Linked DNA regions of Mus musculus: regions 2, 3 and 4 are each linked to region 1. The links are chromatin contacts, called in public Hi-C, HiChIP or PLAC-seq and promoter capture Hi-C maps. All regions are on one chromosome and are shown on one strand. Each heading gives the region's core, a stretch centred on a gene start, on an enhancer-like site or on the middle of the called end of the contact. The rest is flanking DNA. Distances are from core to core; before and after follow the strand shown.

What was found. Hi-C and Micro-C count contacts between places; a contact is called where the count stands out from the background. HiChIP or PLAC-seq counts read pairs in DNA pulled down with a chosen protein or histone mark. Capture Hi-C pulls out chosen DNA fragments and counts their contacts.
Region 2: an H3K4me3 HiChIP or PLAC-seq map of bone marrow-derived macrophages shows a contact between it and region 1, with 2.1 times the contacts expected there. The contact joins the enhancer-like site here to the promoter of Cyp2u1 in region 1. A contact is called at or near these places in 1 of 15 datasets of contacts at CTCF or cohesin (large pre-B cells), 3 of 484 Hi-C or Micro-C datasets (bone marrow-derived macrophages, embryonic stem cells and forebrain), 13 of 115 datasets of contacts at active chromatin or transcription factors (bone marrow-derived macrophages, craniofacial prominence, embryonic fibroblasts and 5 more) and 3 of 9 other capture datasets (adipose tissue, liver and pancreatic islet).
Region 3: a Hi-C map of liver shows a contact between it and region 1, with 2.1 times the contacts expected there. The contact joins the enhancer-like site here to the promoter of Cyp2u1 in region 1. A contact is called at or near these places in 8 of 39 promoter capture datasets (cancer-associated fibroblasts, embryonic stem cells, epiblast stem cells and 4 more), 1 of 15 datasets of contacts at CTCF or cohesin (the NIH/3T3 cell line), 22 of 484 Hi-C or Micro-C datasets (the AtT-20 cell line, CD4 T cells, the HPC-7 cell line and 16 more), 25 of 115 datasets of contacts at active chromatin or transcription factors (VIP interneurons, bone marrow-derived macrophages, craniofacial prominence and 15 more) and 5 of 9 other capture datasets (adipose tissue, embryonic tail, liver and 2 more).
Region 4: a contact with region 1 is called in a promoter capture Hi-C map of liver. The contact joins the promoter of Sgms2 here to the promoter of Cyp2u1 in region 1. A contact is called at or near these places in 1 of 39 promoter capture datasets (neural stem cells), 11 of 484 Hi-C or Micro-C datasets (the N1E-115 cell line, Sertoli cells, bone marrow-derived macrophages and 5 more), 25 of 115 datasets of contacts at active chromatin or transcription factors (astrocytes, bone marrow-derived macrophages, cardiomyocytes and 15 more) and 3 of 9 other capture datasets (adipose tissue, liver and pancreatic islet).

Annotation. Positions count from the first base shown.
Region 1 is chr3:131,299,749-131,306,720 of GRCm38.p6, reverse strand. Cyp2u1 (cytochrome P450, family 2, subfamily u, polypeptide 1) reads left to right here and starts at 3,494. Exons shown (of 5, transcript NM_027816.3): 1 at 3,494-4,041. The coding sequence starts at 3,594.
Region 2 is chr3:131,464,721-131,471,740 of GRCm38.p6, reverse strand. The region is part of intron 1 of Sgms2 (sphingomyelin synthase 2); the gene reads left to right. Among named protein-coding and RNA genes, the nearest start is that of Sgms2, 22 kb to the left of the region's middle. Within about 2 kb of position 5,295, at least 39 of the 459 cell types and tissues checked have an H3K27ac peak or open chromatin away from gene starts, as enhancers often do. A contact at or near this core is called in adipose tissue, bone marrow-derived macrophages and liver, where this site is marked.
Region 3 is chr3:131,512,543-131,519,530 of GRCm38.p6, reverse strand. No RefSeq gene overlaps it. Among named protein-coding and RNA genes, the nearest start is that of Gm36863, 6.9 kb to the right of the region's middle. Within about 2 kb of position 2,705, at least 3 of the 459 cell types and tissues checked have an H3K27ac peak or open chromatin away from gene starts, as enhancers often do. A contact at or near this core is called in liver, where this site is marked.
Region 4 is chr3:131,485,237-131,492,450 of GRCm38.p6, reverse strand. Sgms2 (sphingomyelin synthase 2) reads left to right here and starts at 2,221. Exons shown (of 6, transcript NM_001379585.1): 1 at 2,221-2,361. Gm36753 (a long non-coding RNA gene) reads right to left here and starts at 1,935. Exons shown (of 5, transcript XR_003954556.1): 1 at 1,405-1,935; 2 at 1-886.

The DNA.
Region 1 (6,972 bases), core at 2,245-4,744:
TATGTATAGCCCGCATTTAAAGGAGTACATCAAAGCAAACAATAAGAACTTAAAACAGAGCATGTGTTGCGGTAACAGCCAGTGCTGTTGTACAACTAAATAGTATTAATAGCGTTTCTGCTCTCTCTTTCAATTGGTATTTTACAAAACCTCCTTAATCCCTGAATCCAATCTGTTCTTGCTCACTGACCTTGGAAAGATATGATGTATGGCATGTACTTCTCTGAGGATTTACAAACCAGTTGCACAATTGTGGTTTTACAAATGAAGTAATTTAACACTACTCCTGATAACAATCTTACTTAGATATTTTTCGTATACAGTTACCAACAGCTTAGGCCAAAGCCCACGTAAAACAAGAAGGATTTCCGAAGGCAACTGACTGGTTTAAAATCATATTTGGATAAAACCGATCATTTTCCTGAACGCTGTCACCATCTTTCTTCCTTCCTTACCCAAGACTCTTCCCTGATCTCTTCCTGTACTGTTCTGGGTCTTAACTCTATTGATCTGCTTAAAGGGGAAGATGTAACAGTGTTGTGTAACAGTTTCCTCCAAGATTAAAACATTCTATCCTGCAGGGAGCTCCTTAAACAGGAAGGTAAATAACTCAAAATAGCTTTAGGAAGTCCCTGAAACTGACCAGATTCACTAAGCCCCTCCCTGCTAGCATGAGCAATAAAGAAGCAAAAGAGCCAAGCTTCTGAGAAGACTTGCAGTCCAGACCAGGGGTCTGGAAGAAGTAGAGACCAGCCAAGCTGGCTGGAACAGGTTTAGACCATCTAAGGCACCTTCAAAGGACGTTCTCAACCTATTGAGCTACCTCCACCCTGTGCAGTGTACTCCAGGTTCCCAGTGTGTGTGAGTTGTCACTCATGCTATGGTGGGCTTTGGTGATGCAATGGTCTCTTAGTCACTTCTACTCCTATAAGTAACCCCTCACCCATATTGGTGTCTGTCATTCCAATAAAACTCATAGATTCACTAAATTGGAATTTGGTGTTATCAGTACATTAGTCTGTCATGGGTTCCCTGTCTGGAATGAGAAGATGTGTGTGCTATGTCTCCCTAGGAAAAGTTTTGTCACAGAACAAGCAGAAAAATGTCCCTTTACCTGGTAAGAATGTCCTTTATTTAATTGGGGGGGGGGGCGGTCCATCCCTAAGAAGCTGCATGAGTCATAGTTAAGGTTTTCCCAGTGTTGGGAAGACCATCGTGGCTTTTTAAATGAATTTATAGGATTGCTACCAAGGGCTATAGATAAGGTGGCTCAATAACAGGAATTTACCTCCCATAGTTCTGGAGGCCTGAAGTCAAGATCAAAGTCTTTCTGGCTTCTGAGGCTGGGGCTGACTTCTTGCTAAGTCCTCAAATGGCCTTCCATGCCCTAGTCTCTTCATAGTCTCCAGTCATACTGGATTAGGACCTACTCAACTTGACCTTAGACTACTCACACAGCCTCATTTTAGCTTCATTACATTGGATACTATCCTTCCTAGAAATGTGGGTCATATTCTCAGGTATTGGGGATTGGTTCTTTATGAACTGGGACATACAGGTATAAGTCAACTTTCTATCTGTCATACAGAGCTATTAATGAAAGTAAGAGAATAGTTAGGAAACATCATAAGCACAGTTACATCTCACACAAGAGAGGGCAGTTGTCAGTTTTTAAATTAGGTCAATGTTCAATCATCCCGAGAATTAGCTGCATGTATGCCCTGTGATGGTTCTAGGAGAGGTGAAAGGAGGAGCCCCTTTGAAAGATCTAAATCTCAGCTGAAGGCAGAATTTCAATGGTTAGAGAGTCCAGTTTTATTTGGACAAAGTTGTACAAGGATTGGAAGGGCTCTCTTAATTCCAACTGTGTTAGGAAAAAGGGGAGGGGGATTCATTTCACCGAGTATCATTCAGTTGCAAAAGTATAAGAAGATATTTTTTTCCCCCTTAGGAATGGCCAGAATCCAAGCTAGGAGACTGGTGAACCGGATGTGTTCATAGCCTCTAATATTTTGGCAAAGAATGTGACTGCTCCCCGAGGGTGACTAAAGAACTTGCCTGAGGTTAAATTTAAGAGAAAGTGACTAATTTTTTTGCAGAGAATATTTCAAAGAGGGGGCACGCGGCAGCAGTCTGGGTGTTTGGTGGCAGGGAAGAGGCAGAAGATAAGACAAATGGGTCGGATAGATTCCTGCTGTGCCATGAAAAAGGGGGACTAAACAGCTTAAGATAATTTGTGAATTGAGCTCACCCGATAGTAGTGGGTTAGAGAATGGCATAAAGAGAAGGAAATGCCGTATTGGAGACTGCATCTGCCAACAAGCAGCTGGAAAGTGTATGTGTGCTCTGGGGAGAGTACAGTACTCCTGTGATCGCACCCAACAGTGGAAGCGTAAACAGGGGGCTTCCAATTAAGGCTGGACTGTGAGTTACAGGAGCGGCCAGTTGCAAGACAGTAACAAGATAATAATGAACATCTTAATGTCTTATACTCGGAAATCTTGTTTAAAGTCACACAAGAAAAGGAATCTGATAAGGGTTAATTACTGGAAATGTGACAGGGGCTTTTGTAGTTTGTGGAGGGGAGAAGGAAGAATGTATTTGTGTACTTTACTAACTACGGCAAAAGCAGTAGAGAACAGTAGATATTTTTTAAAAACCCACATAATAGGAAAAGAAGTCACCACCCTTCAAGCTTTGGTCATATTTATAACGCACCATAGTGTTCAAATTCTGTGTGGTGTGTGCGTGTGTTTGTTGGGAGGGAGTGATCTAACACAGGAACCAAACGTGGATCACAGGTGAAGCACTTCCCTACCACAAGCATGGGCTAGAATTTGACCCCCTCCCCCAGCATGGTAGTATATGTCTTTAATATGTGAATTCTGGAGGCAGATGTAGGTGGATCTCTGAATTGGTAGCCAAACTGGTCTACATAAGGAGTTCTAGGCTATCAAGATTCAAATAAAAGTAGAAAATAGAAATAAGAATAGAAAAATTAAAATAGAAAAAAAAGGGGGGGGGGCATCGACAATTCTAGGGAGAGTCTAACCGAGAGAAACCACAACATCTGGCCTGTAAATGACAGGAAGGTAAAGCACTCTGGAGCCATCCCCAGATGTTGGAATATCCACACATCACATTGTTGGATACTAGCTCAGCATTTCAGGTCTTGTCTAAGGCTAATTAATAAAGCAGTCACCCAGCCCGGGTTCTCTGAGTGTTTTGATATAGTCAGGCCATATGCAGAAACCCACAGAAAGCTCACACCCCCTGGAGGAGCCTGCTGCTGCTAGTGCACTAAACTGGCAAAACAAACAAACAAACAAACAAACAAACAAACAAAACCCCACTCAGGACAGCTCAGCTGTGCTGCGAGAGACCACTCGTCACCACCAGCCGTCCCGTAGGACGTCCCGCCCCCACCTTATGCAGGAGCAGCTGACTGGAGGATCCCGAGAGGGGCACGCGGCGCAGCCAATCGGAAGGGCGTGCCTTGCCCTGCCTCGCGGTTGACCTTGAGTCATGTAGCCGGCTACTGTCGCGGTGCCGGCGCGTCTGCAGCGGAGCTAGATGCAGGCGGTACCTGGGACATGTCCTCGCTCGGGGACCAGCGTCCCGCGGCAGGGGAGCAGCCGGGAGCTAGACTGCACGTGCGGGCGACAGGAGGCGCGCTGCTACTTTGCCTGCTGGCGGTGCTGCTAGGCTGGGTTTGGCTGCGGCGGCAACGCGCCTGCGGCATCCCTCCGGGGCCCAAGCCTCGGCCACTCGTGGGTAACTTCGGGCACTTGCTGGTGCCGCGCTTTCTACGACCGCAGTTCTGGCTGGGCTCGGGCAGCCAGACGGACACGGTGGGCCAGCATGTGTACCTGGCCAGGATGGCCCGTGTCTATGGCAACATCTTCAGCTTCTTCATCGGCCACCGTCTGGTGGTGGTCCTCAGCGACTTCCACAGCGTGCGCGAGGCGCTAGTGCAGCAGGCTGAAGTGTTCAGTGACCGCCCGCGGATGCCGCTCATCTCCATCATGACCAAGGAGAAGGGTGAGCGCGCCGCGGGCTCAGGATCCCCAGGCGGCAGGACCTGCGTCATGACCAGCATAGGGGATAGAGGACGGAGGCGTGGCTTTCTAGTGTGCGATTAAAGTGGGAGACACACTGGAAAGTGAGGGAGGTGTGGGCACCAAACTGTAAAATAAGGACCACCCACCCCGGAAGCCTTCCTTTGTCCCAAGTGAGGCCTTCTCACGCATAGGTCTGATCTCAACGTTTCTAAACATTGGCTGTGTTAGGAAAAGGGGGAGGGGGATTCATTTCACCGAGTATCATTCAGTTGCAAAAGTATAAGAAGATATTTTTTTCCCCCTTAGGAATGGCCAGAATCCAAGCTAGGAGACTGGTGAACCGGATGTGTTCATAGCCTCTAATATTTTGGCAAAGAATGTGGCTGCTCCCCGCGGGTGACTAAAGAACTTGCCTGAGGTTAAATTTAAGAGAAAGTGACTAATTTTTTTGAGAGAATATTTCAAGATAGCCAGTCTGTTCCCAGAGCCCGTGTATATCTCCCTCGGCAGACACAGGGTCTCGATCTCCTATTCTCCAGCCACCTGTCAATCCTGTGTTCTGTCTTCAGACACTGAAGTACAAGACTGAATCCATTGTGGGTGGCATATATATGCTTCGGTTCAGGAGAGTGGCCCCCTGACTTCATACTTTGATATCCCCTCCCTCACCCCATTTCTAATTTTGCCTTGGAAACTCCCCATGTAAGGCCTCAGAAAGCTCTGGAATTGGAGGCACCTGTAATGGGGAGGGCAGGTGTGAGCACTGGGCTGGAGCACGGAGAGCTTGACTGCTATATCAAGGGTAGTTAGTTCTTGTTCCTAAGGCCACTCCAGCCTCTGCAGAAAACAGAAGTTGGATGCGCTGAATTGCGTGCACCTTAGTGGCCTCTTGGCTAGAGTTGGGTTCAAGATGAAGGGTGTATGACAGCCACTGTGTAAGATGCTTCTGATTTAAGACAGGGATCTGTAAACGTTCACTCTGAATGAAATTTAGAGTAAGGATACACAACTAATCTGGCCACTGGTGAAGGAAGACCAGGAAATCTCTCTTGGCTTAAACCTCCAGCGTTCTGCCCTCTCTTCATCTGATTTAAGTGACAACTCAAGTTTATAGCCATCGGCCACAGTAAACAGACTACCAGTGTTCTGGGTCGTGTTCAGACCCCAAGGCAGGAGAATCACCTTGGCATTCTGGCTACCAGCCTAGCAGCGAGCTGATTCAGTAAGAGGCAGTCGACAGAGTAAGGCCGAGAGTGACAGATCGGGACACATGGAGGCCCTTCTCTGGCCTCCTCATGCACCTGCCTATGGGTTATACACCCTCAACCCCACCCCAGTTATCTATATGAAAAAAAATGTATTTTTATCTCACTGGAATTATAGGTAAGTCATAGAGAATTAATTAAAAATGAAGAAAATAAAAAATCTGGGGCCTGGAGAAATGGCTCATGTGATTGAGAGCATTTGCTATTCGTCCAGAGGGCCTAGGTTCAGTTCCCAGCATCCACAAGGCCCTGCCTAACTTTCTGTAACTCCAGTTCTGGGGGATCCAGCAGACTCTTCTGGTCTCTGTAGGCACCAGGCACACATATAGTACACATACATACATTCAGATAAAACATGCAGAGATGGGGCTGGCAAGATGGCTCAGTGGTTAAGAGCACTGGCTGTTCTTCCAGAGGTCCTGAGTTCAAGAGCCAATAACCCACATGATGGCTCACAACCATCTGTAATGGGATCCGATGCCCTCTTCTGGTGTGTCTGAAGAGAGCAATGGTGTACTCATATTCATAAAATAAGTAAGTAAATATTTTTTAAAAACATACAAAGTAAAAATAAATCTTAAAAAATGTTTTCAAAGTCAGCATTTTAAATTTTTATAAGAAAATGGTGTGTTTCTGAATCCTTGGTAGGAAGGGATTTCTAAAATAAGACCTGTAGCATAAATCATAAAGAAAAGGACCTGTAGACAGGCACAGTGGCACAGCAGCACTTGGAGGGGTTGAGGCAGGAGGATTGCCACAACTTCAAGGACAGCATAGACTTCAAAATAACACTCTATCTTTTAAAAAGCGAGAGAAGTCTTCATGTGGACTGGAGAGATGGCTCGGGTTAGCACATACTGCTCTTTCAGAGGTCCTGAGTTCAGATCTCAGCTTCCAAGATAGGTGCCTCCAACCACCTTTAGCTCCAGCTGCAAGGAATCCAATGCCCTCTTCTGGCTTCTGTGTGCATGTGGGAGTGCGTGCACACGCGCGCACACACACACTCGTGATAAATCAGTGTTTTTTAATCTACTTGTGGTATCTTTAAAACTTATGCTTATCAAGTAATACTATTAAAAGCAAAAACTAACTCATGTAATGAGAGAGAGAGGAGGTTTCACCTATGCACTTACACTATATAGAAAGAAAATCTCCACACAGCACACATTAGGTAAGGTAAGTGTGACATCTGGAATAAGAGCCCCATCAGTGACCTGGGTAAAGCCACTCTGACCTACACTGACAATCACGGAAGTGTGAATGAAAATCACTTGAGATACAGTTTCTCCCTCTAGTGGCCAAACTAGAATATTACAAGTATCAAGAGGCAGCCGTTCAAAACATGGTGATGTTCATATACTCGTGGCCGTCCTTTTTCTCCATTCTAAATCTACTTAAGACAGTAATTTGGCAGTGACTATTCATGTGATGATACCCATATTTTATGGCTCGTCACTGCGCCCTTAGTGATGTCTGTAAAATGTGAAGAAAGTCCATATTCAACCCTGGGTCCATCCATAGAGATGTTTATTTTGAAATGATCTCTTTTCCCCTGTTGCTGGGGATTGAACCCAGGGCTTTGTGAATGCTAGTAGTAGTAGTTTGTGCTGTACTGCTGAGCTGACCCCTGACCCTTGATTACAGAG
Region 2 (7,020 bases), core at 4,046-6,545, 160 kb before region 1:
TTCTGGAACTAACTATGTAGACCAGGCTGGCCTCAAACTCACACACAGATCCATGCACTGCATCCAGAGTGCAGAGATTAGAGGCATTCACCCCCCAGCGCACCAGGCTTGGATTCTGTCTTTTAAATGATACGCTTGAGAACGCATGCGCACTCTAGGGCATGGACTACTTACAGTGTCCCTTTCCGTACCCCCTCCCCAACCGCCAATCTCAAGTTGCAGGTTTTCATCGTTAATAAAACCCATTCTTAGTAAAAATCCAGTTTTCCTTCCTAAAAGGATGGACCTCGCTCGAGCCCCGCTTTCACTGAAACATTACCAATGCCTTAGGGCTGAGCACATACTCACGTGATTCATTAGCTATGTCTACATCCTAAGGATCACCTAATTGTTTCAGTATAAAGTTTAAAAAGAAATACCTTCTTAAAAATCATTCGTCCTCAAAAAAAAAAGTTAATTTAAGAGGGAGTGTCTGTATAAAGAACTCAGCTGGACACTAAACATATCCAAGATTTAACCAGCAGAGCTCTCGGGTGTGCCCGCGCCATTGATTTATAAACTCTTAGTGCTACCCCCATGGTTTCTCAATACTGGGTTTGGAAGCAGAAGTGGAAAGAAGTGCGGTGTCAGCCATGAGTTGCCATAGATACACTTGTCAACACGAGCTGTTAGCTCCGGCTGCCATGGCAACAGGAGATGGAGGGTGGGTGGGTGGGGTGGGGCTGAGGCCAGTCCTCAGGTCAGCCTCCCTCTGAGGTTGACTTGGGGCTGAGAAGGCTCCAAGGTCTCCCATCCTGTGGGCTGAGATTAAGAGTAAATTTGCTGTGCCCTGAGTGAATGCTACTTTATAAAGGGCATCCAGGGAGGCAGCCTCCGTCCGTGTGGAATCTGTCGCTGGGAATGTGGTCCCTAGAAGCCACAAGAAGGTCTTTCAGGATGAATTGTTTTTATTTGAAATTACAGTGTAGGGCTTGGATGGAATTTTGAAAGCTGCTGAGAAATAACCTTTGGGTATGTGGCTGTTATTTCTGTAGATAGGTTTCCGTCTAATGGTGGAGTACAAGGCCTGTGGGCTGTCTGTTTAGAAGGAATATAGGAGGTCAATTTTTGAGAAGCGATTAAAATACTTAAGAGCTTGTGTCACTGTAGGGATGGGGAATGTGCAAACCAAAGTGGTTGTGCATAAAGAAGGGCTTTAAAAATGTGAGGACAGGGCTGGAGAGATGGCTCAGTGGTTAAGAGCTCTGGCTGCTCTACCAGAGGTCCTGAGTTCAATTCCCAGCAACCACATGGTGGCTCACAACCATCTGTCATGGGATCTGAGGCCCCTCTTCTGGTGTGTCTGAAGACAGCGCCAATGTGCTCACATAAAATAAACAAATCTTTTTTCAAAAATGTTGAGTACATGCTCTTTGTAAGATATGACTCTTCAGTACCCAAAGGAGCCAGACAAGCCCACCAAGCAGTCAGTCACTGGAAGTAGCTCGTGTGCAAATGGAATCTAGCTGTCTCAAAGGTAGATTGACTAACTGCTCATACTTGGATTTTGGTTGCTGATTTGTATGGCCATTGATCTGGTTTTTGTTACCCAAGTTGTTAGGGTCACAGCTTAAGCCCTGTAGCCTGACTTACTAGGCTCTGCCATCCTCCTTCAGTGTGCCAACTAGACAGAGAAGTGACAGGGACAACCAGAGGAAGATGTACTCTGTGTGTTCACCTTGAGCAGAAGAGCAAATGAAGAGATCCAGTGGACCCCTCTCACCCCCCCAAACTCCACGCTCAGGGTCTTAGCTTGAAGCTTAGATTTAAATAGGAGACAGGAAGTGTGCATAACTGAGCAGGCTAGGACCAACCCTGCCCTCCTCCCCCTTGTCCCAGCCTCACTCTGAGCTTTATAACCTCTTTCCAGGAGGCCGGTTCCTGCTCAGGGTGGCACCAGCCTGGAGCCTTTTCTTCTTCCCAGCATGAGATTCCCACGGAAATTCCAGCTTCTCAGAGGCCATTGTTTGACTCCTCTGACAGTTTGATTTCTGATGGGGGCCTGTATCTGTAAGGATCCACTTCAGGTCCTCAGGCTTGGTGGCAAGCACCTTTACCCACTGAGCCGTATCACCATCCTTGCAAGAATGTTCTTACTACTTCAGAATGTAGCCCTCCGATAGAGTACTTCCTCACATGCACAGGCCCTGGGTTCAATACCTGGTGTACATACACACTACACACACTACACACAAGTTCACACACCCAGGCAACCAAGCAGAATACTAAAATAAGCAAACAGAAACAACGTTCTTAACCAGAGAGAGATCTAGATTTATATTTTCTTTTATATATGAATGTTTTAGCTGCATGCATGTGTATGTACCACATATGCTTTTGGTGCCCGTGGAGGTCATAAGAAGCCATCGGATCTCCCTGAACTGGAGTTACCCATGGTTGTAAAACCCCATGTGGGTGCTGGGAAGTGAACCTAGATTCTCAACACGTGCTCTTAAGCATTGGGAGTTTAAGCCTCCGCACTGAGAGTTTCTCTGCATTGCCAGTTATGTATTTTGAATGGAAAGCGAATTCCTAGTCTGTGAATTGTCTTACTTCTCTTAACTGCCTTTTTGCAGGCAGAAATTTCACAGGTTAGTGAGATCCGGCTTACCCACTGTTTTCTTCAATGGTTTATGGTTTTGATGTATCTAAAACACATTGCCAAATACATGGCCATATAAATACTTTCCACATCAGCCCCTCCATGCTTTTGTAATGAGGTGCCCAGTCGCTGAGGCATAACCTGTTAGAGGCTCTAGGCTTCTCTGTGAGAAACAGGCCTTGCAAGGATTTCTTGGAGTGCTCTGTTTCTTCCGATTCCCTTGGGTTCCATCAGCAGAAGTTTCTAGACGACAGGGCTGTGTTTTCATGGGCACAGTGTGCTTCCATCACTCTCTGATGTACCCAACAGCAGGCCTGCCCAGAACTTCATGGTAATGAGGGTTCCATGGTTCTGCATCCATTGTAGCGGCCATAGCAGCCAATGGGCACTTGAAATGGCCGGTGGAGCCAAGGACGTGCATTGTTTCAGTTAACTTAAACTTGAGTGGCTTGGTGTACCTTATAGCTGTGGCTGTAAACCGCACAGCAGTAGGAAATTCAGACAGATTAGAAAGACTCCTGGTCCACCGTGCTCACCTGTCTCCCTCAGTGCAGCCTTGATGAGCGTCTCTTAGACGGCAGGCAGAGTACTAGGTACCGGGAAAACGAGAGTGAAGCATGTAGTGAGGTTGAGTTCCCTGAAGGTCTTCAGATTCAAGTGACTTTCTGAAGGTCACAGGGCGTATCTTCTGATGGACCCATGCCGTGTCCCTCAGGAAGCCCCTTTGCTCCTGTCTCTTGGTATTCACCATTAGAAGGCGGCTCACCATGTATCATTACATGCCACCAACGTAAAGTATAGACTAGGAGGCCAGGGGCAGAGCGTTTGTGTGGGTGAACCCTTTGGTTCAGTCGTTAGCACCACAGAAGGGAAAATGGGGAGGGGATGTATGAACGAGTGGTCTGCTTTTGCTGGAAAGACAACACGTGCATGCATTTCTTGGCTCCCTTGGAACCAATCATTCACTCTCAGGAAAGGTTAAGCAAAGATGTATAAGGATCCTCCTACCTGTTAGATGCTGTAGAGGGGCGAGAAGAAGCCTCAGGGCATGGCACATGGGCGAAGTCACATACTTCTCCTGAAGGTGCCTTTATTATCAGATCAAGATTGCTGGAAAATGATATTCTTGGCATCACACAAAGTAACACCCGAACAAAGCAAAATTAACCCAGCAAGGCAAATTTCATTTTGTCAAAAGGATACAGCACGACCCTGTCTGGGTTAGCATGCACATGGGCCCTGGGGGAGGGCCATCCCCGTAATCTTGTGCTAATGTAGGTGGTGACCGTGTCTCATCTGATGCTGTGGGCTAGTTCATAATCTGTGTAAAGGAAATGAAGGAAAGGGGGAAAGGGTGGGCAGCTTGGGTCATCAAGTTCCTGGGAATGCAGCAGAGGCCTTTATGCAAACAGAAGTTTTACCAGGTAGGCAGCATTAAAGATATGAAGGTAGATAGATGGATGGATAGATAGATGGGTGGATAGATGGATGGATAGATGGATAGATAGATAGATAGATAGATAGATAGATAGATAGAGACTTATTGAATATTGATCTTTGGACTAACCACCCTTGATTAACCGTTTCTCACAAGATAATGTCCACGATGACTCGTCTGTTTGCTAATCATCAAAGTCATTTAATGTCCCTGCCAGAAGTGAAGTAAAGAGACCATGTGTCTCAATTTGACTATCAGACTACTGCAACAATGAACCCAAAGACATGAGATTTCCCTATGAATCTCAATGTTGGGGGAAGGAAAGGGCTCCAACTGGAGGAGACTTTATCTCCTGGAAAGTCATTTCACCCAGCTCTGACAACTCACCAGATCACCTCATAGAATGAAACTCAAGTTCAGACAGCGAGGGGTTAAGGGTGGATGGGACCACCCCGACTGGACCTAAGAGACAGATCTGAGGAATTCAACTAGTTCTCTTTGTCCCTCTCCCCATTGTAACCTTATTGAAGAAATCTTTTTTCTTTCTACTATATTTTAGACAGTTTTTAACAACTCATTTATTTGTGTGTGTATGCGTGTGTGTGCTTGCGCGTGCGTACGTTTATCTGCATCACGTGCATCCTGGTTCCCCCGTGGGCCAGAAGGTGGTGTGGATCTCCTGGTGCTGGAGTGGCTGTGAGCTGCCCCGTGTGAGTGCTGAGAATAGCCCGGTTCCTCCACAAGAGCCATAAGCTCCCTAACCACTGAACCATCACTCAGCCCCTCTCAGCTTTCTGGTTTTAATTTAACGATTTGAATTGGGTTACTGAGGGCAGAAGACAACTTGTAACCCTCAGGTTAGATAACAGTCTCAACCTTCCCCTCTTTCGCTGACCCTGCTATCTAAGGGGAGAGGTAGACCCTGGCTATGTATGATTCAAGGCCAAGCGTGTCTGAGTTGCCCTGACAGCCCAGTTGTGTCCAGTGACCACCTGACAGTCCATTGGAACTTGTGTGGACCCAACTCCCCCAGCAGGCCCTCCCCCAGTCCCTCCCCAGTCCCCTCCATCATCTCCAGATGAGCCTGCCCACCCGCACTCATGTTCATAACACCAGGCTTCTGAGTGTCTTGTGCCATCTTCCTTTACCTTACTCAAAATCCAGTTGCAAAATCTCCTCCTGCCCACAACTCACTTCTGGTTTTCCTCTTCCCTTTTCTCCGGTTATTCCTGCTGTCTTAGTTTTTAATTTCCGTTTGGACAGCAAATAGCGCTGAGGTCCCGAGAGCTCCATTTCTTTACTTCCATTGCGCTGACACACGCCCTCCCTCCGGAACTTAAGGATGTGAAAGTTTCCCGTGTGAAATACATCTCTATAAATCTGCCACCATGGTTCGTTTTTGGGGATTCCTTTGAAGGAATGTTGGAGCCTTGCAGGGCATAGATGTCTGAGATGGATGTTGCTGAAGCCATGTTAACCCCAGAAGAAGCAAATTGCTCTAACTAGTGAGAAGGCCCAGCAAGAAACATCTCAGAAACCTTACAAGGATAAACAACAGGGCTGGGACTGTAATGGGCTGTGGGTAACTACAGGAAGTGGATTGCTAACCAAGGGAATGTAGCAGATACGGTCCTGCATGCGGGGAGGGAGACCCATAGCTCTTAAATCCTTGAAGGGCAGAATTCAGTCAAGAGCCAGTTTAATAGAAGTTTATTTAGCTAAGATATGGTTAAGTTAGAATAGCTAAACAGCCTTCTAAAGAGGGGTTGTCATGCACTACCCCAAGACAGACAGCAGCCCATGGGTTCTGTGTAAGGATTTTGGCATTTTATGGATATGTATGAGGTGAGCGCTAATGCATCCAGGCCCTCTGGGCCTAAGTGCACAAGTGTCACAAGCCACTGGAAAGCCTTGCCAAGCAATGCCAGCAGGAGGAAGCCAGAGTCCTGCTGTCAGGGGTCAAGGCAGCTTGAATCACAGTCACAGCCTTTCCTCTTGATGGTCAGCTCTACTACCTCATACCCAGCTGCTAGCCCTTTAATTTACCTTCCTCTGTGTTCCCAACCTCCCTGTTCTAACCCTACCATCTTAACATTTATTTTATTTAAACATGTGTTTTTACTGTAATTTAATTACCTTCAAGACAGAGCTCTATCATGTATAAGGAGTCGAGAGTCCTCGTTCTTGGATGGTTAGTGCAGTGTTTGTTTATCCTGCTGAGATACTTAGAGCAACCATCTCATACTTGTTAACCTGGTGGGTTAAACATACCACTGGATTCCCTCTGGCTTAGAATCCATATTTGCTGATATTACTCTGTCCCTGCCAAAGATCTCCTCTACCTGGGCAGAAGGGACCCACGGGTAAATTTGTTTCTCTCTTCATATTTAGTAATTCTTTCTTGACTCATTTTTACTTTGAGCTTCATTTCTCTTTCTCTGTTTTGGTTTTAAAAAGCTGTATTATGTAGCCCAGGCTGGCCTTGGGTTTCCGATATAGCCTTTGAACTCCCGGTCCGACATCCTCTCTCCCTTCCAAGTGCTAGGGTGACTGGTATGTCACTGTGCTTGGCTTCACATCTGGTTTCAAACACAGGCTTTATTTTTTATTTAAGGAAGAGTAGCAGTCATAGTGAGAATCCGTACTTTAAATCTCTCAACTATGTAATTAAGCTATATTTAATCAGAGCGGTGGGCCACCTCAATGCTTGGTGGTAGGACCACAAGTGGCATCTTGCTGAAAAGAAAACTTTTAATAAGCTGGACTGAGAATTTTTATTTCTTCAGCAGCATGGGTTCTCTAACATGTAGTGAAGACAAGGAAACTGAGGCTTACTGTTTCAGTCCTCAGTGTATGGTGATGACTGGGTGCTTCTGTAGAGACGTGCTGTGGCTGCCATGTTTGGAAGTCTGTCTTGGAAGCTTTCTTCCCGCCTTTCTCA
Region 3 (6,988 bases), core at 1,456-3,955, 210 kb before region 1:
ACAACATCATGAAAACCAGAAGCTGGGCAGGTCCCAGCATAGGTGTGTGCAGGAAACACAGTCTCGGGTACTGAACATCCCTGACTAGACACGGCCACACTGTGCTTCTCCCTACAGTTAAAAAGAACTTCCAAATCGTTTCATCGGGTAAAACTAATTAATTGGTGTTAGTCTTTACGGTTGGTAAATAAGAGTTCATGTTCTCAGGAATCTAGATATAATAAATAAACCCAGTAGCAAACTGGTATGGTGGTGGATGCCTACAATCCTAGCACTTGGGAGGCAGAGGCAGGAGGGTATCTGTGAGTTTAAGGCCATCCTGGTCTATACAGTAAGTTCCAGGCCAACCAGGGTTACATCATGATACCCTTACTCAAAACAAATATTTGAAATCATAGAAACAAAACAACAGCAAAGAAGCACTCAGTAACAGGGCCTGTTTCAGCAAATAAAATGTGCCAGGTGCCCGGTGCCAATCAATCCACTGAAAGAGTTTATGATATTTTAGTCAAAGAATTTGCACACTCAAACCCTCAGCTCCATTGAGCATCCTTCCCAGCAGCTGCCGTGTCTTAAGGTTATCCAGATGCAATGTGTGAGTCCAAGGGAGGAAGATGGGACAGCTCCATTGTACCTTTAAAACTATTATCTCAAGTGTTCTAAAACGTCAGCTTTTACGTGTTATCTCCAACCTCCTCCTCCAAAAATTCCCAGAGGCATTTTGGATTTCATCCGACATAACTTATAAACACATAGAAAATTAATGCATAGGACATAGGTACTTGGCAACTTCCTGTCACCATGACAAAAACCAACTTTACTTCGGATTATTAAAAAAGGTTCTTAGCTGCAGTCCTCCACTAGCTCAGCCCCCGCACGTGCTGGGATGACAGGCACACACTGGGTGGACCCCAGCATAGGTGGGTGCAGGAAACACAATCTCAGGTACTGAACGTCCCCTGAGACAACTGACTTTTAGAGAAAAGATAACTTAGACTCACAGTTTCCGAGGGTTCAACCCATGGTCAGCAGCCTGTGACTTTGGGGTCTATGTGGCACAACACACTGTGGCAGGGGAAAGCAGGGCAGGGCAAAGCTCATGACCTCATAGCAACAAAGAAGCAAGGAAAGACAGGAAGGGGCAGAGTCCTAATACCCCTGCAAGGGTACCCCAGGGACCAATCTTCCACTTATAGAGGTTTAGCCACCTCTTCATAGCACCACAGACTTTCTCCACCACCCCCCTCATCAAGACAGGGTTTCTCTGTGTAGCCCTGGCTGTCCTAGAACTTGCTCTGTAAACCACGCTACCTTAAACTCAGAGATCCACCTGGCCCTGCCTCCTGAATGCTAACCTTAAAGGTGTGTGCCTCCACCACCAGACTGGCCACTGAACTTTTAATACATGGGTCGTTGGAGGGACATCTCTGGTCCAAACTATTAACAATACACAGAGTTAATTTGTATTTACTATTTCGTTTCTTTTCTTTGTGACAACAAGACGGCAAACTCTGCATTTGTTGAGAAACGTTGAGCTGGCTGCTCTCAGTGTTTACTCGTTTTAAGGACTTCGCAACTTGTGGGGAGATTACAAAGAGTGTTTCTGTGAGATGTTAGTAAGAGAGGAACACTGAAGCATATTTTCTGGCTCAGTGGTATCCTAAGCTACTTTAGCTGTAACACCAGACAAACTGCCAAGTGAGAAAAGCAGAGAGGCTCACTCTACTGTTCTAATTAAAGTGGTGTTTGTTAGAAGCAAAGTGATCATTTCCCCCTTTGTTAGCATACTTCCCAAGTATTCATAAATCCTGGAGTCAGCCCTCTTAGGGCCATTCCTTAAGAGATTAAGCTGCTGCTTACTCGGAGACGCTGTTTCTTGAAACTGAAGCAACTGGAAAACCAATTCACGTTGGAACAAAATATGGCAAAAAAGCATTTGGAATCATTAGGATTTTAAATAGTAATCAGAATTTAACTCACCCTCTTTGCTGCCTTCTGCACAGCTGATAGATCCCCTGTGGTTCAGTGTAGAACCATTATTGTGGATGTGTACGTGTGTTTGTGTGTGTTCATGTACATGTGCAGCTATGGCGACCGTACACTGATGTATCTCCTTCAATTTCTTCTTTCCCCACCTTATTTGTTTGTTTGTTTGTTTGTTTGCTTGCTTGCTTACTTAGCATTTATTTATGAGAATGGGTGTTTTGCCTGCCTGTGTGTGTATATGTCACACACATGCCCGGTGTAGTGCCTGTGGTGGTCAGCAGAGTATTATGGATTCCTAGAATTACCTGGAATTACAAGACGTTATAATCTATCATGTGACTACTGGGAAATGAGCCCATGTCCTTTGTAAGCCCAAGGCACTGAGCTGTCTTTCCAGCCTTCCTCCAGTCTTCCTACACCCCTAAGTTTTGAGACAAGGTAGCTTGCCAGAAACTCCCAGGGATCCTCCTGTCTCTGCCTCAGCAGCACAAAGACAAGTGTAGTCATGCCACTGTACCTGGCTTTTATTTGGGTACTGGGGATCTGAACTCGGGTCCTCAAGTTTGTGTGGCAAGCGCATTACCCACTGAGCCATTTCTCCAGCTCTCATTTGAGTTTCTGCCATGTGCCTCAAGGAGCCAATGGGAATCATGTGTTGCTATGGTACTGTGTCAGCTAACAGTGGTTTGTTTAGTCCACATGATTATAACTACCTTCCAAGGTCCAAGGCCAGCAAGGGAGATGGAAATGACCTGTCAGAATGTCAACCTCACTGTCCTCTGGCAAACGAGCCTGGAAAATACTCATTTGCACCCCATCATGCTCAGCTCTCTGGATCTAGCCAGCACTTTCTTGTAGTTTTATAATCATTTTCCTCGAGGCCATACTTGGAGCCCTCACTTAAGTTACTGTTGCTTTCCTGGGTTTGTTGATAGTAGGCAAATAAGGAAGCCAAGTTATTTTTTTGAAAACTAAAAGGCATACTAGAGTAAATATTAATTAGATTTTCTGCCTCAGGACTGACCGCTGGTGTCAAGACCTGTACTGAGCAGGGTGGGGAGCCTGTGCGCTCCTGCTGGGGTTTCTCCTTCTCAGTCCTCCAGTACAGTTAGTCCACTGCTTCTGCACCCAATTCAGACTGAGTCTCAGTTGGAAGCATTGTGATCTCTATCAGTTGCTGAATGTAAAAAACTTACTACGTTTCTGACCTAACAGCATACACAATCCCTCCATCTCATAGTCAACAGCAGTGGTGCTCAACCTGGGGGTCACAACCCCTTTGTAGTCAAACCACTGTCTCACAGGAGTCACAAATCAGATATCCTGCATATCAGATATTTACATTATGATCCACAACAGTAGCAAAATCACAGTTATGAAGTAGCAAAGAAAATAATACGGAGATCACCACAACATAAGGAATTGTATTAAAGGGTTGCAGCACTAGGAAGATTGGAAACCATTAGTCTAAACATCTTAACTTCCTTTTTAAAAACATACATAAAATGCATAAAATCATAACTTGAAATTATGACCCCTTTTCCTGTTGGTCTAAACCTATTTCCCTGGTTCTTTTGAGTTGTAAGGTTTGAAACTGAAGTGGAAACTTCTAGTTTCTTTGGAAAGTTAGTCATGTCAAATGTTTTGCTGGAGCACACAGGTGAAAGGATGTCTTGCTAAAGCAGACACCTTAGAAGACCCATGATGAAGGAGTATAAATATGACTGCACATATTTAATAATGGTATGTTTAGACAGTGGGAGACGAGCATTGGGCATTGGTTTGGTTTGGTCCACTTTGCTCTTCTTGGCTAAAGACGCGCATGTATTGGTTCACCTTGCATAGTGTTGTTGAGCTCAATTTGTGGTAACACAGCTACTGAGAGAAACTTGCCCAAGAACTGCTTGTGAGGTTCCTGTGGCAGCTTGCCGCTTTCCAAGGACTCGCCTCAGGCCAGTTTGCGAGTCTTGTAGTTTCTTCAGGATTGAACTACAGCTGCTGGTTCATGCCTGTCATCTGCCTGATGAGAGGACTAGACTGTAGCTGCTGTTTCATGTGTGGTATCTGCCTAGAGGACCGGTCTGCAGCTGCTGGTTCATATTTGGTGTTTGCTATGGGACTGAACTGCTGAGAAAGAAGATTAAGTCCGCCCCCAATGAACTACTGCTGAACAGGTCCACTTCCACCATATCCTAATAACTTTTCTCTTCCCCTACCTCTGCTGGGGGGTGAGCTAGAGGATAGGTTGAACATTTATTAAAAGTAGTTGCAAAAAATATATGCCTAAGGGCTGGAGAGATGACTCAGAGGTTAAGAGCACTGACTGCTCTTCCAGAGGACCTGAGTTCAATTCCCAGCAACCACATGGTGGCTCACAACCATCTGTAATGGGATCTGATGTCCTCTTCTGATGTGTCTGAAGACAGCTACAGTGTGCTCATCATATATATAAAATAAATAAATTAAATCTTTTTTTAAAAGGTCTGCCTACATGAAACAGTTACTAATATTAATAAAATGGACTAATAATAATCCCTACACCAACTTTGAAAGAAAAATATTGAAATGCCCATGATGAGCTACATCCTTACAAATAAACTTCTTAAAAAGTATGTGCTCCCGGGTACTGGTTAGTTCATATTGTTGTTCCACCTATAGGGTTGCAGATCCCTTTAGCTCCTTGAGTACTTTCTCTAGCTCCTCCATTGGGGGCCCTGTGATCCATCCAATAGCTGACTGTGAGCATCCACTTCTGTGTTTGCTAGGCCCCGGCATAGTCTCACAAGAGAGAGCTATATCTGGGTTCTTTCAGCAAAATCTTGTTAGTGTATGCAATGGTGTCAGCATTTGGAAGCTGATTATGGGATGGATCCCTGCATATGGCAATCACTAGATGGTCCATCCTTTCATCACAGCTCCAAATTTTGTCTCTGTAACTCCTTCCATGGGTGTTTTGTTCCCATTTCTAAGAAAGGGTAAAGTGTCCACACTTTGGTCTTCGTTCTTCTTGAATTTCATTCGTTTGGCAAGTTGTATCTTATATCTTGGGTATCCTAAGTTTCTGGGCTAATATCCACTTATCAGTGAGTACATATTGTGCGAGTTCCTTTGTGATTGGGTTACTTCACTCAGGATGATACCCTCCAGGTCCATCCATTTGCCTAGGAATTTCATTTTTAATAGCTGAGTAGTATTCCATTGTGTAAATGTACCACATTTTCTGTATCCATTCCTCTGTTGAGGGGCATCTGGGTTCTTCCCAGCTTCTGGCTATTATAAACAAGGCTGCTATGAACATAGTGGAGCATGTGTTCTTCTTACCGGTTGGTACTAACCAGTACCCCGGAGCTCTTAACTCTAGCTGCATATGTATCAAAAGATGGCCTAGTCGGCCATCACTGCAAAGAGAGGCCCATTGGACTTGCAAACTTTATATGCCCCAGTACAGGGGAACGCCAGGGCCAAAAAGGGGGAGTGGGTGGGTAGGGGATTGGGGGGGTGGGTATGGGGGACCTTTGGAATAGCATTGAAAATGTAAACGAGGAAAATACCTAATAATAATAATAATAATAAAAGTATGTGCTCCCAGGGATGTCAAGAACGAAATTGCAGTTCTGGCTTTACATGCGTGCATTGTTTAGAATGCCAATAATCTCTCTGCATAGTATTTTGGGGGATACTTTTTCTTGTGAAATATACATGAAGTTTTCTTCCTCTTAAGAGAAGGGCTCATTGAATAAGTCATCTAAGCCCCTCGTCCTTTTTGAGTTGAGAGATGAACGTGGGTTGTGAGGAGAGATTGATAGCGGAGGGTGTTGGGTGGACTGTTGTCTTTTGGCCCCCCTTCTACTTGCAACTCTCTCTGTCCACTGGCTCCACCTTAGCCATGTACACACAGATGCTCACGTGGAGGAGGTCCAGTAAATGCAAGTATCTTTCCCAGCATGACTCAGTGCCCTTTTCAAAGGCAAATGACTGTTTCATTTATAACCTGCAAGATGTTCTAGAAAATGTGAACACTGGTACCATGAGTGGTCCCTGCCCACTTTGAAGAATCATTGCTGGTAAGACTGTTGTAATTACTCCTTGTTCTTCCTCCCAGGCCCATGCTCCCAGAAGCAAGACTCAGACTCAAAATATATTTACCAATACCTTGGCCATACATCTGGGCTCTTCTCTGATTCGATGTAACTTAAAATATCCCATTTAGTCTAGGCTGTGTTCTGCCATGTAGCTGGTTACCTGTAGCTCAAGTACTGTGTGTCTGACTGGATACATCTTCCTGCCTCTATCCCAGAATTCTTTCTGCCTCCCGGATGTCCCACCTCTCTTTCCTGACTAAGCCATAGACTTTTTAATTGACAGGTAATACATCCATGCAATCCACAACGTTTTCTCTCTACATAAGACAACTTGGCACACCCCATCACCAGCAAACCTAAAGGAGCTACAGTGTTTTGAATGCACAGCCACTGCCTGCCTTTTCAGAACTACCCATCCGCAACATAACAACCACCTTGGCTTTCTTGTAGTCTTCCTCAGCTCCAAGCTGCTTCTTTATGCTCTTGGATGTTCCCTCAGCACAAGATGCCCCTTACCTTCTCAGAAGCCACCTGTCACACATAGCCTTTACCAACTTCAACTCAGATTTCATCCCTAGACAAATGTCATTCTCCAATTTCCAAATCTAAATTAGACTCTCTTGTAACAAGGCTTCCAAGAACTTTTGTAACATATGCATTTTGTTGCAGAAAAAAATATTAAAAAGAATGACAGGTTCCTGTGCTATACCCTGCTGCTCTCTGCCCCTGTGGGCTGGCCAGCCATGCACTGGCAGGCTATCGGCAGCCTGCTCTTATCTTGTGGAGACTCTCTGACTCAAGAGTTCCAAAATCTCTCCACCCAGGTCACTAAGTTCCCACTGGTGGGTCACTACCACGTCAGCCCCAAGCTTCAAAATTCCCACGGCCTTCAGGGGCAGAGGCAGGAGAATCTCTGAGTT
Region 4 (7,214 bases), core at 972-3,471, 190 kb before region 1:
CCAACCCCAGAATCTGCTGTTTTAAAAGTCAGTGAACATCACAGAAAAACTACACCGAGCTCCTTCAGAAACTCGCTCTTACCTGTTTGTCTTTTGTTTGTTTGAGAGTTTTGGAGTCAGGCAGGGTCTTATGTAGCTCAGATTGACCTGAGGTCCCTATATGGAGGAGAGCAGTCTTGAACTCCCGATGCTCCTGACTCTGGCTCCCAAAAGCGAGAATTATGGGAGTGTTTCAGCACTCCCAGTTTTATTTTTCTGTAAATGGCATGACAGAATAGGCAACTGAAGCACAAAGGACCACATGTTCCTAGTTCTCCATTTAACAGTTTTCGGCACAGAGGTCTATGTAGAATCTATAGCAATCATATCCTGCAACGGTACACCCAGGGCTGAGGGCTTTGGGGCTCTTAAAACTTCACCCATGTACACAGTTCAAAAATCCTACAGCGTCGTTTTCCTCAGGTCTTTACTTAGGTTTAAGTATATAGGTATACTTATATTAGGTATATATCTCCATAATGTAAAAATATTTGAATTATGAAGTAGGAGGTAGGTGGGTTGTTCACCCAGATTCACCTACATAGAATCTTGACCCTCTCTGCACCCACGGATCAAGACACTAAACTTCTGAATTACATCTGTGGTTGTCTGGGGGGGAAAAAATGTTAGTTCAAATTTCTATTTACTTGGTCAGCATGCTAGCAAGCCAATCCATTTCTATTGCCTTCTGGGCAAAATGCCTAGGTTTTGTAAAAGTAAAAAGGAACTCCTCATTGCAAAGGAAAAATAAACCCAAGGAAAACAAATTTATTTGTTGATGCTCTTTTCTGGGTTCCTACCTTTCTGTAACTTGAAAACAAGTGCGCTCCCCACAATGAAGTCTAACCTGTGGTTAATTGCAGGAGAGGTTAACTTAAACTTCTGGATTGTGACATCATCTGTGACCTGCCACCTTGGCACCTCCCCTCCAAAGTTCTATTTTGCTGCCATTGGGTTTAATGATTATTGACACAAATGATACCCACACAAAACACCAGAAATGCTTATTGTTGTTTTTGTGGATTATGTTAACTCCCATAGGACAGTCTGTACAATCCTACACGTTCAAACTTAAAACCAGAAGGGAAGTAGGCAATGCAATAAAAAGCATTTCTATCAATTAAACTCATTGGAGGTTTAGCCAGCTGCCTGGATGCCTAGTGACACCCTCCAAAACGACCGTGGTTGACTGAAAACTGCTACAAGGTGTGGAAACGACTCCAAAGAAATGCTGATCCTTGGCCATTTTTAGACAGAAGCAACCCTTCCTGCAACCTAATTGGTAAGATCAGCCGGGGCCGGGGATGGGGGTTGGGGGGCACACACACATATGGACACTTGTGCCCCAAGGCAACAGAAACGCACAGGTTCATTTAAGTGGAGAGTCACTCTTTCAGAGTCATTCTGGTTCCGGTTTCTCATCCTTGCCAGGACGCAATTCACCTAACGGAGCAAATGACAAGGTGGGTAGCATCATTAGTCTCACTAACCGGGAACAAGCACCCTTCCAGCTCACCTAGAGGTGCCACCAGGCCCGTGGTGACTAACCTCGCCAAGCGGTCTTGTGATGTTTGGAAACCTACCCCCTCGACCTAGGCGGGGCACCACCCCTTGAGTCAGCGGGTGCCCCTGGCCCGCACACGTCGTTATTAGGAAGCAGTTTCCGAAACCCGAGGAGGTGCGGAGGTGGCTTATCCCTTCCCTGCCCCACCCCTGAAAGTTGCTGGGAGCGGCACCTAGAGAACTTTCCCAGATTGATCCCCGCCCGCGTTCAGGGAGGTCTGCCCGGCTCTGCGCTCAGCCTGCGGCCGGGAGCCACCTCGTGCTGCCTGCCAAGCCCCTCCTTCGCCGCATCTTGTAGGGCCGCAGAGGGGAGGGAGGGTCGGTCGGCCAGCTGGGATCGCCTCCCCGAAGAAGTCGCACCGGTTTTTCGAGCTCGGCTAGGCGTCCGGAGAGACTCGGTCGCCGGGAGTCGCGGGAGCCCGCGGGAGCCTCGGGCCCGGGGTGAGTCACGGCTGGGAGCAGGAGAGGGCTGGCGAGAGTGCGAGAATGAATGATGTCAGGGCGCGGGCTGGGGAGGAGGGCGGGCCCGCGGTAAACAGAGCTGCGCGCTGCCCCGGGCTCCGCCGGCCGGAGACCCCGCCCTCGGCGCCGCCGGAGCCGCCCGGAGCCCGGCCCGCTGCGGCGCCCGGACTGCGGCCTGGGGCGGAGCGGCTACCTATGCGGGCGAGACCCGCGCAAAGTTTGCAGCTCTCGGGCCCGGTCCCCCGGGTCCTCTGCGCCCAGCGAGCGCCCCCGGCGTGCGAGCACCGGCTGCGAGCGGTGAGCGCCGGGCCGGGAGGAGGATGGGCTGCGGGCTGCGCGTCCTGCGGAGCGCGCGGGGACGTGGCTCCAGTGGGGGACGTGGCTCTGGTCGCCACCGCCTCCCCACAGGCCGCCCCGCCCCGGGCATCCTTGCTCAGTTTTCATCTGCTGGGGGTCAGCTGGTGGCTGTCTCTCCTCCCAGCCTGCTGCTCATTCATTTGCGACCCATTTTCGGATACTTGGTGATGGTGTTGAAATGGCACAGGTTAAACCGTAGATTGTGCAGTGCCGCTCTGGGGGGTCAGGGTTGAAGTTCGAGTGGTGGAGGAGAGGCTGCCACACGCTGACAAGCTGTGCACAAGACCAGCTCCAGGCTGCCCAACAGGACCTTTGGCGTTCAGACCCGCGCCCCTTAAGGAAGGGAGATTCGATTTGTCAGCACAGAGAGGTGGGAGTGGACCTTACCCCGTCACAATCTGTGGGTCCGGTGATCGTTCTGTCTCAGAAGCAAATAGTTCAAATGCTATATCCTGTAATCTTTTATTAATCCGCCGTTCCTCTATTTCCAAGACTTGCTTATTTCTAAAATGACCTTAAATTATTTTGACATGTGTTTGAAATACTGAAGAGGCTCAACTCTTTTTGTCAGTGTGTTCGCGTGAACTTTGAATCCTTTAACTGTTCAGTTCTTTGGTTTCACCTCGGTTATGTTAACCATCCCGAACAGGTAAAAATGGCATTAGGACTACCTTAGACAATAGCAACGATTAAGTAAGGATTAATGAGGTTAGTAATTAAGGCTGGAAAGTACAAAAGTCTGAACGTAAACCTCTTTCATCAAAGCAAACTTCAATAAATTTTAACTCTTGACCTGTAAATAATAGCAAGTTCCAGTTGGCTTAGGTAAATGCCAGCTTCCTTCTGACAGATCTGGCGGGCCCAGGTTAGCACGTGAAATATTGTTGTCTACTCCCTTAGAGTGGGAAGGGAGGTTTCCAGGAAGTTAAACGTTGCAGGTGGATACCTAAGAAGGTTTTGTCCCCACCCTCTGTCCTGGGAGCTACTAAATGTTTAAGAGACATCAAAGCAGCTGGACACACAGAGAATGAGAGGCCTGGACTCTGCAGAAGGTATTTGTAGCGAACTCTTTACCATTTCTTCCTCTCCTCTCCTCTCCTCTCCTCTCCTCTCCTCTCCTCTCCTCTCCTCTCCTCTCCTCTCCTCTCCTCTCCTCTCCTTTCCTAGAAGCAAGCAAAGTTCATTTTTGTTTTTGTTTTTATAGACCATATTCCTTGGTCCACTGATAGAGTCGTGTTTCATAGCGATCTCCTAAGTAAAGGAGTTGTTTTTTAAAAGCAAGTTAATATTTAATTTACTGTTCGTTTCATTTGTAAGTCAAACTGGTTGACTTCTGAACCTTTAGAAAAACTCAGCAACACCTCTAGGTTGTTCACCCCGAGTTTCTTTTTCCCAGAGCTTGGTGAAAGTCCTAGGAGGTATTAGGAAGGACCAGAAGCACGTGGTCTCATATCTACAGCGGTGGTAGTGTGGAGAGCAGGCAGTGGCTGTGGGGATGTAGGGGACCCAAGGTAATAACCAAGTCCTGCGTTAGCTCTCCTGTCCGTGCAATTTTTTTGTTGTTGTTTTGTTTTGTTTTGTTTTTCGAGACAGTGCTTCTCTGTGTAGCCCTGGCTGTCCTGGAACTCACTTTGTAGACCAGGCTGGCCTCAAACTCAGAAATCCACCTGCCTCTGCTTCCCGAGTGCTGGGATTAAAGGCGTGCGCCACCACACCCGGCGTCCGTGCAACTTTAAACAAAATATACAGAGAAAGAGAAGTTATCTTTTGTTTGCTAAAACAATGAAATACAGATTATGGCCTTTTTTTAAAAAGTGATATGTTGAGGCTATATTTTGAGGAAAAGAGAGGGAGGGAAGAGAGAGCCAGGAAGGTCAATCTTCCTGTGTAGGGCTACTTGAACTTGAGATCCTCCTGCCTCAGTTTCCCCAATGCTGGGACTGCAGATATGCACTACCATGCCCTGCTTCCTGGCCCCCGCCCCCCGCCACCAACAATTCCTAAGAATTCTAGACTAAAGATAGCATAGCTTTCCTTTATCTTCTGGTGGAATCAAGTCATGAACTATGAGTATCAGGTAGTCGTTCAACTCACATATTTGCTGAACATTTATTAAGCCACTATTGTATAACAATGCTGAGGTAAAGGAGATGCTGTCGCTGCCCTTGTGACTTACAGTCCAGTAGAAGTAAATCCAAGTATTATGGGGTCCAAGAGCAAGAGGGCTGGGACCCGTGAGGAGGCAAGCCATGACTGGGCTACCTCTCTAGTGGCCGTCTGTCCGATTAGTGGCTGTCTGTCCGATGGTTCTTCCGTTGGAGCTCCTACGTTCCTGTGAGGCTAGGAGGACATCTTGCTTTACCTAGTAAAGACTCTTGACTAGTTTAAATAATGTAAAAAAGATTCATTGAAATGAGATATGAACGGTGTGTTTACCTCAACAAAGATTTATTTCCTATTAACAAAGAGCTAAGGTGGAGCTCTATCAGGATTACCATTGTGTGTGACTCTCGTAATGTGAAGAAGTATGTAGGAAAATGGGCAGAAGAAATCTGTTTTCACCGTAGCAATCACATAACCATTATACCTTCCTGGTTTTCGCACATCTGTGCGTGTAAGAGCTGGAGCTAGCATGTATTGAGATTGCTCTGGGTGGTGCGACCCGCTTCCTATAGCTAGTCGCAGTACAACCTCTCGAGGGTGGCCCTCGCTCTTTTGTGTATGGGTGATCTGCTTGACAGGACGATTGTGTACGGTGGGCATGCGGGGCCATGGGGGTCTGAAGAGGAAGAGAAGATCCCCTAGAATTTAGAGTTATAGATGGTTGTGAGCCTTCATGTGGGTGCTTAGAATCAAACCCGGGTCCTCTGGGAGAGCAGTCAGTGCTCCGAACCTCTGAGCCATCCCTCCAGCAACATGGCACACATTCCTACTTTCCTTTTGACTGGGGAGAACGCGATTTGTGGCAGTGACCTGAAATTTCCCAAAGTGAAAAACTGGAAAGCTGGTCTCTATAAAACTGGGTGTATTCTCTACAGTTTCTAACTCGTCCCCTACTCAATTATAAAAATGACTTCTGCACTAAAATATTCTCACACTTTTTTTTTTTGGTTTTTTAAACCGATCCCATATTGTTTGTCTCCAGTTATCACTATTTCTAAACATTTTTCTTATTTTTTTAAATTTTAATTATGTATATGTGTGTGGGTCTGTGCACCTGAGTCCTGGCACCTCTGAGGCTAGAGGTGTCAAATCTCCCTGGAACTAGAGTGACAGATAGTTGTGAGCCCCCCCCCCCCAAAGTGGGTGCTAGTAATCAAACTCACTCAGGTTCTCTGTACCCACTCTTAACTGCTGAACCCACGTTTTCCCTATTTATTTTTTAGCAGCTTTGCATGAAATTTCAATATACAACACGGTTATTTTCCCAGATGCTTTGCATTTTAAAGAGTAAATAAATCTATTTAATTTAGCTGCTTTCTCCAAAGGCTGGTTTCAGACTTAGAAATGAACGCGCTGTTGTTTGTTTACTTTTGAGTCTTTGTGGAAGATCAAATCCCGGGTGGCTAAGCTTGTGCTTTTATCACGGACTACATCCCTGGTCCCCCTGCTTTTTTTTTTTTTTTCCTCTTTTTTTAAAAATCTCCACTTCCGTGTTCTTTAAAGCCTTCATTCAGCTCCAGGATCTACTTTGGTGGAGCTGCCCAGCGGGGCTCTGGTTCATTATGCTGGGGATTATCTGATGAAAAGAACATTCCAGCTTTTTAAAAGTACTGTTTGTGTTTTTATTATTAGTCATAAAGCTAACCTTATTTTTTTTTTCCTGAGGAAATAAAGCAGGGTAGATTTGTGTTCATTTTTCCAGGCGGCTCTGAGGGGAAATTTTACTTCTACAATTACATCAGTGAGCTAATATTTTCAGATATTTATATTATTATATTTAGTATGTTAGGTTTAGAATAAATTGTTTTAATTTTATATTGTTTACTTATTGTTTGTTCATTTGTTTTGTTTTCTATTGAGAAGTGGTCTCTCTATGTAGCCCTGGCTGTTCTGGAACTCACTCTGTAGACCAGGCTCTTGAACTCACAGAGATCCACCTGCCTCTGATTCTTGAGTGCCAGGATTAAAGGTGTGAGTCACCTCACCTGGCAACTGTATTAGTTTTAAGTCGGTAACTTTTTCAAAAAGTTCGTAATCATCCGTACGACACTGTCCGGTCGATTTAATGAAAATACAAGAAATGTCCATGGTCTTCATTGTGACCATAGTACATTTCTATTTATAGAGACTCTCGAGGTTTACTAATGTGTCACCCCTGTTTGCTGCTGAGTCAGTTATCAATGTCGCCTTAGGCTTCTGTTTTCATTTCTAATTCCATTTAGATTAAAGGTATGTTATCCGGGCATGGTGACACACACACCCTTAGTCCCAGCTGTGAGTTCAAGACCTTTTACATAATGAGTTCCGGGTTAACTGGAACCTCACAGTGAAATCCTGTTTCAAAAAATTAATTAGTTAGTTTATCCCTGTGGTTTTGCAAAGCATATTCGGATGGAAAGGGTGTGGAATTCAGCCTTGGTCAGATAAGGATCCTGTTCAGTTGAGTGAATATGTTCTACTGTGGCTTGTGAGTCCAAGGAAACCTTAAAGGAACAGTAAGAAGAATGGAAATGTCTATGGGAAACCATGTGTGGGGGCTTCCCTTTGCCACTGGGTGGCTTACTTATAACAGCCTGAAATGTAGCCATACAATTGGTTATATAAGTTGTATTTACATTGATATCACGTGT